Linked DNA regions of Rattus norvegicus: region 1 is linked to region 2. Evidence: chromatin contacts called from public Hi-C data. All regions are on one chromosome and are shown on one strand. Each heading gives the region's core, a stretch centred on a gene start, on an enhancer-like site or on the middle of the called end of the contact. The rest is flanking DNA. Distances are from core to core; before and after follow the strand shown. Region 1 holds the start of Hlx (H2.0-like homeobox). Region 2 overlaps Hhipl2 (HHIP like 2).

Region 1 (5,238 bases), core at 1,105-3,604, 1.2 Mb before region 2:
TCCCCCCTCCCCTCCCCTCCCCTCCCCTGCCCTCCCCTTCCCTTCCCTTCCCTTAATTTTTCTTTCTTTTGCGTTTGCCACACGCCACCTGGAGTTCCGATTGTATGACAAAGCTGCAGCTGGGCTGCAACGACTGCAATGGTGCCGCAGGCCTGGGAGAACCGAGGATCGCTCGGAGGCGACGCAGCTTGTAAAGCATTGAGCTGCGGGAGAAGCAGCCCTTGCAGTCTAGCCTTTGAGCTGCAGGGCACTCCTGGCTTCTAACTGCGGGCGGGTTGTGCACGCTGCCAGACGCCTAGAGCACCAGGGTTCTACACTCACAACTCCAGTTCAGCAAACAGAGCAAAGAGGGGAAGGAGGTGGGAGCTTTATTTCTAGAGGAGGAGGAGAAGGTGCAGGCCTCTGAGCGAAGCGCGGTTTTGAACTGGGACTTGGCTATAGGCCCCTCGCTGTCTGGACGTCTGAGGTTAAACTGGAATCGCAACCGAATTACAAAGGCTGCTAGAAAAAACCAGAGAGCAGGGCAGCCTAGATACTCTCTCCCTAGACAAGTGACTTGCTCTCTCTCTCTAATGCCCAGTGAAGTTAATAAACCGGTCTCACACCGCATCACACTAGATCTTTAGCCCAAATACAGCCTCCGGTGGCCCCTGTACTTGTTACAAGTCCACCCCTTGCTAGACAGGACTTCCGGCCCCTCTCGTCCCAGGCACCGCTGCCCTCAACTGTCTGTATTCCTCCATCCCTTGATATAGTGCCCCTGTCCCTGATGCTGGGACATCATATCCTGTGATTGATTAGCCACTGATTGCTGTCCGGGAGAAAGGCGTCCGCTAATGATGACAACACCGGCGACCAAAGCTCCGAAGCTGTTAGACATCAACTCAGGAGCCCACGTCAATCTGAGCTGATAGTAACCTGGCAGTTCCCTGGCGGTTTCAGGTTTTTGGTATCTTATTGCTGAGGGGGAAATAAGCCTGCCTTGAGCTATCATTCCGGAGACACTCATTTGGACAATCGAAAACAAAAGATTTGGCGGTTTCGTTATTGTCGTTATTTTGTTTTCTTCCTGAAATGCTCAACAACAGCTCATCTGGATGGCCTGTGGTCTGTTTGGGAGAGGGGCGGGGAAATCCATTCTGACTATAATTTAAAAGAGAACGAATTCTTAAAATAGAGATATGGATGCGACAGAAAACCCCCACTACACCCGGCCTGAGTTCTAAAGACCCCTAGTGAGAATGGAAGGCGCTGGCTGTAGAGGCTCGGACAGTGCCTCCCGCCAACAGGCCAGAGCGGATCCTGGAAAAAACTGCCACCGAATTAAAAGTAGGCATTTAATCTCAGAGGCAACCGCTCCCTGGCACTTGCAAAATGTAGGACCCCACGTGACCCGGGGATGTGGTGGCCGCGGAGGGTGGCACTTCCTATAAGGTGCAGAGAGGGGACACGCGTGCTGCTCTCCCGGGGCTGCACTCCTTGTTGATTCCGAGGCTCGGGGCAAAAGTTTGGCTCTGTCTAAGGGAGACGTTTGGAGCCATCTATCTTATTTTGTTTGAAAAGTCACTCTTTCAAGTTGTCACTAGAATGACAGCTCAGAATAAAACTAATTTGCGGCCGGCCCTCCTCCTGGCTTCTCGGAGGAGCTCCCGTGAGCTGAGAGGCCAGCGGACTATAGTAGATTTGGGTCGGGATTTTGGGTTGTAGGGGCGCTGAGAAGATGGAGGCCTTTACCTAGGACTTGTGATAAAAGCACTTGGAGAAAAGTAGAGAGAAGGAAAATCGCGTGAGAGCAGAATACGGAAGGGACAGCCTGTGGACCGCCAGCGTGGTCTGTTGGGGCGTTTGGGGGTTAGGGGGTGCAGTACATCAGAGTACAGGAGCCTCAGTGATCTCCTCCTTCGCAGCTCCAGAAAAACTCCTGAGACGGACTCCGAGGCTCTGCGGGTGGCGGGTCCCCGAGCTGCAGGGGATAGAGGACAGCCAGAGGCCCTAGGAGTCGACTTTCGGCCCCTAAGCGGCTCCCAGATACTCTCAGGACTCTGCTCAGCCCACGCGGCCGCAGAAAACACTTTGGCGTGGCCAGGGCGTGGCTGAGCGTGGGGCCACGCCCCCTCTTTCCCAATTCCCCTCCACTCCGGAGTCCCATTGGTCACGAAGACAGCCAATGAGCGCACGGATCAAGGTCCTACCCCGGGTCTGACTCGAAAGCTCCTGCCAAAACTTTGGGAGTTTTTAGAGAGGAGTTTTTTTTTTTTTCCTTTTTTTTTTTTTTAAACTAACGGATGATTATTGTTGTTTTAAATTTAGCTCTTAGGGCTTAGCTGTTTGGGTTTTTCTTTCGGTGTCGGGCCCCTGTCTCCCCGGCTTCTGCGGAGTAGCAGAACGAGGCCGCGTCCGCCGCCTCGCCCCAGCGCCGGGCGATCGCCTCCATCCACCGGACGGAGAGCTTGCCCGCCGCGCCGCCTTTCAAGCCAAGCCAGGGGCCCAGGCCGTGGCGGGCGGCGATCGGGCCCTCGCCACGTCCCTCGGTGGCGCTAGGGCTCCCGGGCTGGCCCTCCGCTTCGGGGCGAGCGGAGAAGCGAAAGCAGCTCGGGCTGGGCTGGGACACCGCCTCTCCCCGAGCACCCACCCACTTCCCCACTCACCCAAGACCCCGCCGGGATCCTGCCAGGATGTTCGCAGCCGGCCTGGCTCCCTTCTACGCTTCCAACTTTAGTCTCTGGTCAGCCGCCTACTGCTCCTCCGCGGGCCCGGGCGGCTGCTCCTTCGCCTTGGACCCGGCCGCTGTCAAGAAACCCTCTTTCTGCATCGCGGACATCCTGCACGCCGGCGTCGGGGAGCCGGGACCCGCTGCAGAGGGACTGGTGGGGGCCTCGGCAGCCCTCACCGCACACTTGGGCTCCGTGCACCCGCACGCTTCCTTCCAAGCTGCCGCCAGATCCCCGCTCCGTCCCACCCCGGTGGTGGCGCCCTCAGAAGTCCCGGCTGGATTCCCTCAGCGGCTGTCTCCGCTCTCTGCCGCCTACCACCAGCATCTCCCGCAGCAACCACCAACGCAGCAACAGCAGCCGCAGCAACAGCCCCCGCCTCCACCCCGGGCGGGCTCCCTGCAGCCGCCGACTTCGGGGACGCGGGTGGTCCCCCACCATAGCGGCTCCGCCCCTGCCCCCTCCAGCAAAGACCTCAAATTTGGTATTGACCGAATTTTGTCTGCAGAATTTGACCCAAAAGTCAAGGAAGGCAACACTCTGAGAGGTACGTATTGCTGGAAGGCCTCAGGCCTCACAACCACCAAAGACGGCCTGATGTCATGTTGGTTTGGGGTGCTTTTATATTTAAAGACAAAACGGTAGAATGAGGGTGATGAAAACGAAATTAAAGAAGACTGTGTGACATGTAAAAGTCAACTATTCCATGTTTTAAAAAAAATACTTTCGGGTTGCTTTAACAGCACAAACAAAAGTTTTGCAAAAGTGTGTGCGATCCACCTTTTGAATGAAATAAGTGCAGAAAGACCTAGATCTTTCTGACAGGGAAATCTCAGCATCGGGACACTTTGCATTTATTTGATTTCCGGTAAAATCCTTAAGAATTGCGGGAAAAGCAAACCGGCTAGTCTAAGCTCTTGACGGGAGAAGGCTGAGTGGGGGGCCTGAAGGGTATAAATATAGGGTTTGTAGAATTCCTGGAAGGCGTCCGAAAATTACCACCTTAGCAACATTTTATGAAAAGCCTTTCCTTGCTGTGGGATGAACTGGACATTCTTGACACACACCCTGGGGCAATTCAGGCCCCACTGGCGGTTGTCTCAGACAGCCTTTCTTGTGAATAAGGGGTTCTTTTGGAGTTCGGCAGGCTAAAACTGGATCAAGGAAGAAGGGAAAGGAGGAACAAATCTGCCTAGAGTGTATGAGTTTGTGCAAGGTGTAACCGACTCTTCTTTCGCCCTGCCCAGATCTCACATCGCTGCTAACTGGTGGGCGGCCCACAGGGGTGCATCTGGCTGGCCTGCAGCCTTCGGCGGGACAGTTCTTCGCATCTCTAGATCCCATTAGCGAGGCGTCTGCCATCCTCAGCCCCTTAAGCTCCAACCCAAGAAATTCTGTTCAACATCAATTCCAAGACACGTTTCCAGGTAGAAAATTTTCTGAGTTCAGCCGGTGCTGCAAAGGCCAGCGGCAGTGCGGAAACCCCTAGTAGTTGGGGTGGAAGCCTCCTAGGTCCTCTGAGAGAAACTAAATGTTCTTTTTAGTGGTGCATTTGGAGAAGACCATGCTAGGGGAGCCAAGACAGTGTGTATGGGTGTGAGTCACCACAGTCCCTATTCTTTTCGCCCAGAGAGGGTGGTTTGAAAATAAAGTATTCAAAGTATTCTCTCTCTCTCTCTCTCTCTCTCTCTCTCTCTCTCTCTCTCTCTCTCTCTCACACACACACACACACACACACACACACACACACACACACACACCATTCTGCTTGACTGGTTATATCTTCTCTGAAAGACAATACCAGGGGAGTTGTCACTGCCATTCGGGCCACAGGGACAATTCCAACTGTTTCAGCATGTCGACGGCTTTGTTTTTGGTTTGTGCATTTCTCTTGAACCTCTACAAAGTGGCCTGAAAATATCTGTAAACATCTTCCTTAGGCCATTCCTAAACAAACAAAGGAGTAGTGAGGCGAGTGGCAATGCAAAAACACCTTTAAATATCTCTGAGACCAGAAGGCAGGAAGGCTGTGGCCTTAACACCAAAACGTGGCCCTGAATCTCTCTTCCTGCTGGTTGGCAGGTCCCTATGCTGTGCTTACCAAGGACACCATGCCACAGACGTACAAGCGGAAGCGCTCCTGGTCCCGTGCTGTCTTTTCCAACCTGCAAAGAAAAGGCCTGGAGAAGAGGTTTGAGATCCAGAAGTACGTGACCAAACCAGATCGAAAGCAGCTGGCGGCCATGCTGGGCCTCACGGATGCACAGGTACTCTCTCCGCTATCTCCAGGCTTCTCCCGCAGGCATTAAATGGTAAACGAGGCGAGGGCGTCAGGCCTCCTCCACTCGAGCTCGTCATCGCCTCCAGCAATCTAAACACAAGGTCTTGAATTTCTTGAGGCTCGAGGCTCTTGTGGTGAAGCAACTCAAAGCAAGGGGAGAGGCGGGTAGGGACGGAGATAAAGGGGAGGGACAACGACCCATTTCTGAAGATGTGTGTCAACAAGCACGCTTGTTTATTTTGGCCA
Region 2 (5,595 bases), core at 955-3,454:
AACCCATGAATAGTCTATACCAGCTCCTTAGGGAAATATTTCGGTTATACATGAAGAAACTGAAGTTCAGAAATGTCATGTCACTTGACTGAGGTCACCCAGCCAGCAGTAGCAGAACAGCCATAGAAAACCAGGATTTCCTGACCCCAAGATGAGAAATAACACTATCTCCCACTCCAGGACAAAAAGTTCTAGAGCCACCCGATTCTCCACCATCCTGCTTGTCTTCCAGCGCTGTCCGAACAATTTATCTGAATTTAAACATATGCAAAGGCTTAACCACTCTCTAAAGAAAACCTGAAGAAACCTGAAGTTTTCATGTGGAGGCGTTTCTGTTTGAGCTCTGAGAGTTTCTTCGGCTGTTTCCATCGGCTCCCTGGGGTGGAAGGTACAAAGTCGTCCCTGATTGAAACCCTGAGTCTGGAACTCGGGTTCCCAAGTCTGGTGGTTGGATGTAAAATGCCCCCCATAATCTCATGTGTTTAAACACCTGGCCCCAGTAGGTGGCGCTGTTTGGGATATTAATAATGTGTGATTATACATGTACAGAAAGACTCTGCATGAGTAAATAATGCTCCCCCAGAAGACGTAAGTTACAAATGACGAACTCCGAACCAGGCAGGCAATCCCTCCCTGAGAGTTATTGGTTAAGGAGGCTCCCAGAGGCACCCAACACAACACAGGCTTCTGCCATTCCTCTTGGTCGCCTTCCAGAACTAGACAGTGAGACCCTGTTGCTGAAGACAGCACTCCCTTACAATCCAGAACATAGAGAAACAACCCAAGCTGACCAGGACACTCTGCTGGCTAGCTTACCTAGGCCAGAGGTGCTGTGCCAGCCTCTGGAGGGGAAAAGTCACCAACAATCTCACACGGCTGTGATCCTTGCCACACTGGCCTGACAGAAGTGTCCACTGGAACACAGAGGCATGACAGCTAAGGCCGTAACCAACGGTTCTCTGGTTGGATGTGAGGCCTGCTCCATGAGAGATATTTCATCCTTCATACTGTAAACCTGGTCAAAAGCCCATGACTGAGGAGAACACAGGCCTGTCTGTGGGGTATGGGGTACCTACTGATGTTGCTTTGCTTTGCTGGTTTGTTTTGTTTTGTTTTGGTTTGGTTTGTTTTGTTTTGGTTTGGTTTGGTTTGGTTTGGTTTGGTTTGGTTTTTTGCTAAATGGCCATGCTATCAAACCACCTTCTTAATATGTATATTTATGTCCGTAGACTCCTGATGCTTTCACCTTCAGTCAGAGAAGCTTCCTTTGGCAGTGCGCCGTGGTTCCTGTAAAGACTCATAACAGGTCAGTGGGTCAACTAAAAACAACCGAGCACTCAGCTGTGGCTGGATCACCTACACCAACCTCCCACAATCCAGTGCTCAGCTGGCCACTGCGCGGGAGCTGTGAAACACCGACTTCGGGGCATGACATAACTGTTGCATGTATCAAATCACATTAGCTGTGGTTACCTGCACAAAAGCAAGCCAGTCAAAATTACAGCACGGGGAGGGGAGGGGTCCCCAAGTCCCCACCAGCCACATGGGAGAAGCTATTGGGTAGCTGCTGAGGAATGCGGCCACTGAACCGCTCCTCATGCCCTAGTGGATCGCCCATATTCATGTGCATGCGAGCAGCACTCACTGGGTTCAAAGGGCGATCGATACAAAAAAATAAAAATAAAAGATGCGGAGCTGGGAAGGAGAGGGGTTGGGGCCCTAGAGAAATCTGGAGGAGGCAGTAGATGAGTGAATATAATACGGTACTCTCCTGGAATAAAAATACCACTTAAACGGACAGGAGAGATGCAGTGGGAAACGGATTCCTGAGATGTTTCCTTAGGATGCTTCTAAAGAAACACACACGGATGCTAGGCACCCTAACTGTGTTTTAGAAGTGGCACGGGGAGCGGGGGGGATCCTGGGATGTAACAAAAGCAAGAAGAGGGCGGGTTGGGGAAGGCCGGCCTGCTACTGAGCCGAGGTGTTACTTAGTTCGCTAGAAATGAGTGTCTGAAGCTCCACCCTTTCTGAGGGAGCGTGCTCCTGGAAACAAAACTGGCAGCCTGGAGGCTCCAGGCCTGCAGTTACGCAGGTCGGCCGGTGAGAGGCACTGTGGCGCCGCCCTAACGCCGGCTGGGGAGGAGAAGTCGCTGAGCCTCCCACACTTGGCCTTGGGACTGTGGCCCGCTGAACCAAGACACCGCCCTGCGCTGTGGCTGACACGTGGCAGCCCCAGTTCGCCAGCCCAGCCTGGCTCCAAAGTCCTGTCCCGCCGAGGGCAAGGGCGGGGGAGGGACTCCCAAGAAAGTTTCTGCCTGCTTTCCTGGATGCTAGAACAACACCCTCTGAGCAGGGACATTTGGGGTAGAGGGCCGAGAATCCTTTCTGAACTCATGAATTCTCCGGACTCGGGATTTTTCACCCAGATCTCAGGGCCAGGGCTTGATAAAGGATACACAGACGGAAGGCCACTTGAAGTATGACTGTACCGAATGAAGATGAGAACAACCATACCTCCACTTAGAAAACTTCGAACTGAAGAAGAGAAAGAATGTAAACTCAACTGCGTACAGTGTTTGAACATGCTGGGAGAAGTAAATGCATAATTACAATTAATTTCCCCTCTCTTGTGAGCGTGGTTTTAGCTTATCAGAATGTAATGCTATCCAAGAACTCTATGCACCCATTTACCGGAAGAGGAAGAGGAAAAAGAAAGTTCCCAGTGAAGCTCTAATGCATTTTCAGGAGCCACCGCAACCGCGTGCAAGGCTGTAGCTGAGACACCCGGGCCCACGCTGTGTGTTTACCAGCCTTGCTCTAAGTGTCCAGCTCCTGTTAGCACCCGTGCTGTAATCTGTGTTTAAAAGCCTCTTCATAATAAACCCCAGCTCTGCTTCTAGCGTCCTCTCCTAAAGCGGTTTTCTGCATCACAGCTGAGCGCTCTGGCTTCACCTGAGAGGTCTCAGCACTCCGCAAGGCTGCCGTGGGTGGGGCATGGAGCTGACACCAGCCGCACCAGCATCACTTCACCTAATCATTCTGAAGTCCCTACTGCTCCCGCCCCGCCCCACCAGTTGCTCTACAAACACCTGGTCCCTTGTTTTTGCTTTTGTTTTCTTTCCTTTCTGGACCTTTCAACTCCATAAATTCTGAGAAAACTGAGCACACGCTGGCCTCACTGTGCCCTATAGGCTTTCTAAGAGCCATGCCCTTCCTTGAAAGCTCACTGCCTGACTATAGGTGACTTAAGTTCATCAAGAACCCTGGGCCAAGGAAACTCTCTGCCCCTCCTCCAGCTTCCCAGAATTTCAGAGAATCCTTTCAGTTCCAGTTTAGTTCTCTGGGCCCACCCACCATCCTCCCATTCCAACGACTTCAGAATAGAGCTGGAAAAATAACTCCCCGGTTACCGCTCTTGCGAATGACCCAGGATTCTTCCTGTTCCCTTCTCAGCACCTATGACCCTGACTCCAGCAGCTCTAACACCCTCTTCTGGCCTTCCATGAGCACTGTATTTGACACGGACAGATAGACACGCATGCACATAATTAAAAACTAGTTTTGAAAAGGAGTTCAAAATGCCTTACATCGGGCCGGTGTGGTCTGTATCTTGATAACCTGCCTTTTTAACGCTTAGTTTAAACACTGCCGACCGGAGACTGTGTGTTTGCTGCCTGCTTTGAACAGAGACCGCAGGACATGAGCTCAAAGAGTCCCTTCGGGGGTCAGAGCTGATCCTTCGGAAGGGACCCAAGATTTCCAGCCATCTTAGAGGGAAATGACACGGGGTTTAAACCCCTTCCATCTTGAAGTTGAAGTGAAAAGTAAGACGTGTGAGATCTCGAGGAGCTACACCCTGAAGTTTCTTTCTATCCTGCAGAGTACTTGCAAGAACCCTTTACAAGGAAAGGGATGAGGATGAACCTGGGATCGGGGGCGGGGTGGGTTAACGAGCCCGGAAAATGGAGCTGGAGAAGACATGGGTAATGCCCCAAGTCTCCCATGAAGACAGAAAAGCAAGAGGCTCAGGAGTGTCTCGAGCGACTGCGCCCACGGAAAAGAAAGGTACGGCTTGTTTCTACCAGGAAAAACATCCTTCCAGAGTACATCCAGCCCCGTTAGAGCAGCGCCCACATAACCTCTAAAAGCCCTTAGCTGCCCTGGCACGCTCTGATTTGTTCTCTAAGCATCCATGGTGTCTGGGTGTTGTTCCTGACCTGGAGATCTGCCCGAATCTTACTTCCTCTCTTAGTTACATCTCACCTGCATGTACACATACATGCCACAGTGTACCTGATCCCCTGGATCTGGAGGGAGAGGCAGCTGTAAGCTGCTTCGTGGGTGCTGGGGACTGAGCCCACGTCCTCTGGAAGCCCAGTAAGTGCTCTTGATTTCTGAACCATCTCTCCACCATCACCACCACCCTCCACACACACCCTATAGCTCTTCATCCTCCTTTGGTTCAAAAGTCTTGGGCCTTCGCCGAGGCCCCCGGGGGGTAGGTGTACTGTTTTGAGATGGAGCACAGCCTGGCTCTTCTGTGACACTTCCTGGCCACTAAGTCCAGCCAAGAAGCCCCCACCTTCCTTATCTTCCACAGAGCGGCACAGCGAGACTGGGCAAGATGAGATTTCAAGAGGAAGCGCACAGAGGAGGCACAGAGAGAACCCCAATGGGATGCACTTGTGTTTATTAGCATTAGCTGAACCTAAATAGCCAGAGGATCACAGCAGAGCCTGCTTGTCCTCTGCCAGACACAGGCAGCAGGAGAGAGGAATGAGCTGCTAAAGCAAGCTGGCTGAAACATGCTAGATTTCCCGTGGCCAAACACTGAGATCAAAGGATGGGTGAGAGGAAGCCCGGGGTCATTTATGACCCCAGGTAGAAAGGATGTCAGGGGGGATTCCAGGCAGGTGTGCACACTAGCACATGCCATAAGCCAGGTGCAGGGTCCTGCGGGCTGTGGTCTCTCCTCAAAAATTCAGCCACAGACCAGACTCATGCTTCTTCGGTAGACAGCAAGATTTCCCAGGGTGAGAAAGACCACACACGCTGGAATCGAGCTCTGCCCGACCCACCTCCAGGCAGCCTTCCAGCAGACCCAGACTTAGCAGCAGCAGCAGCAGCAGTATACGATCAGCGAAGCATTCTCCTTTCTCAGGTCTCATCGGCCAAGCTGACCAAGAAGTCATGGGTGACTTCTGCCTGGGGACTTCCGTGTGGCCTGACTCTGCTTCCTCTTGCCCTGGGGGCCTGGGGACCACATTCTGCTTTTTTTCTTGGTACTAGGCCTTTGAAATGTTTTCTTGCTGCTTGGGGGAGAAGCTGGCTTCTTGGGGGAGCCCCTCTGAGGTGCAGCCCGGTCTGAGCTAGAAGCTAAGGTCGAAGTGGATGGTTTTCCAGCTGCTTTCTGCGATTCCTCCTTCATCGAGTCCAAGACTGTGGCTGGAAGGGAAGCAGTTTTTTGGTGAGAAAGCGATAACCCAGGAAGAAGCTATAAAAGGAGCTCTAAGGAACCTCACAGCTTTTCTAAAAGACAGGGTCTGACTTAGTTCTCTGTGCTGGCCTCCAACTCTGGCTCAAGCAATCCTC

Evidence for each region. A called contact is a pair of places that touch in the nucleus more often than the background predicts.
Region 1: a Hi-C map of the A7r5 cell line shows a contact between it and region 2, with 5 times the contacts expected there. The contact joins the promoter of Hlx here to the enhancer-like site in region 2. A contact is called at or near these places in 5 of 12 Hi-C or Micro-C datasets (the A7r5 cell line, the Rat2 cell line, frontal cortex and 2 more).

Annotation. Positions count from the first base shown.
Region 1 is chr13:98,814,380-98,819,617 of GRCr8, reverse strand. Hlx (H2.0-like homeobox) reads left to right here and starts at 2,354. Exons shown (of 4, transcript NM_001077674.1): 1 at 2,354-3,258; 2 at 3,959-4,138; 3 at 4,794-4,978. The coding sequence starts at 2,676.
Region 2 is chr13:97,605,305-97,610,899 of GRCr8, reverse strand. It overlaps Hhipl2 (HHIP like 2), which reads right to left. Exons shown (of 9, transcript XM_229754.9): 9 at 4,677-5,448. The coding sequence ends at 5,192. Among named protein-coding and RNA genes, the nearest start is that of Hhipl2, 22 kb to the right of the region's middle. Within about 2 kb of position 2,204, at least 52 of the 93 cell types and tissues checked have an H3K27ac peak or open chromatin away from gene starts, as enhancers often do. A contact at or near this core is called in the A7r5 cell line and hepatocytes, where this site is marked.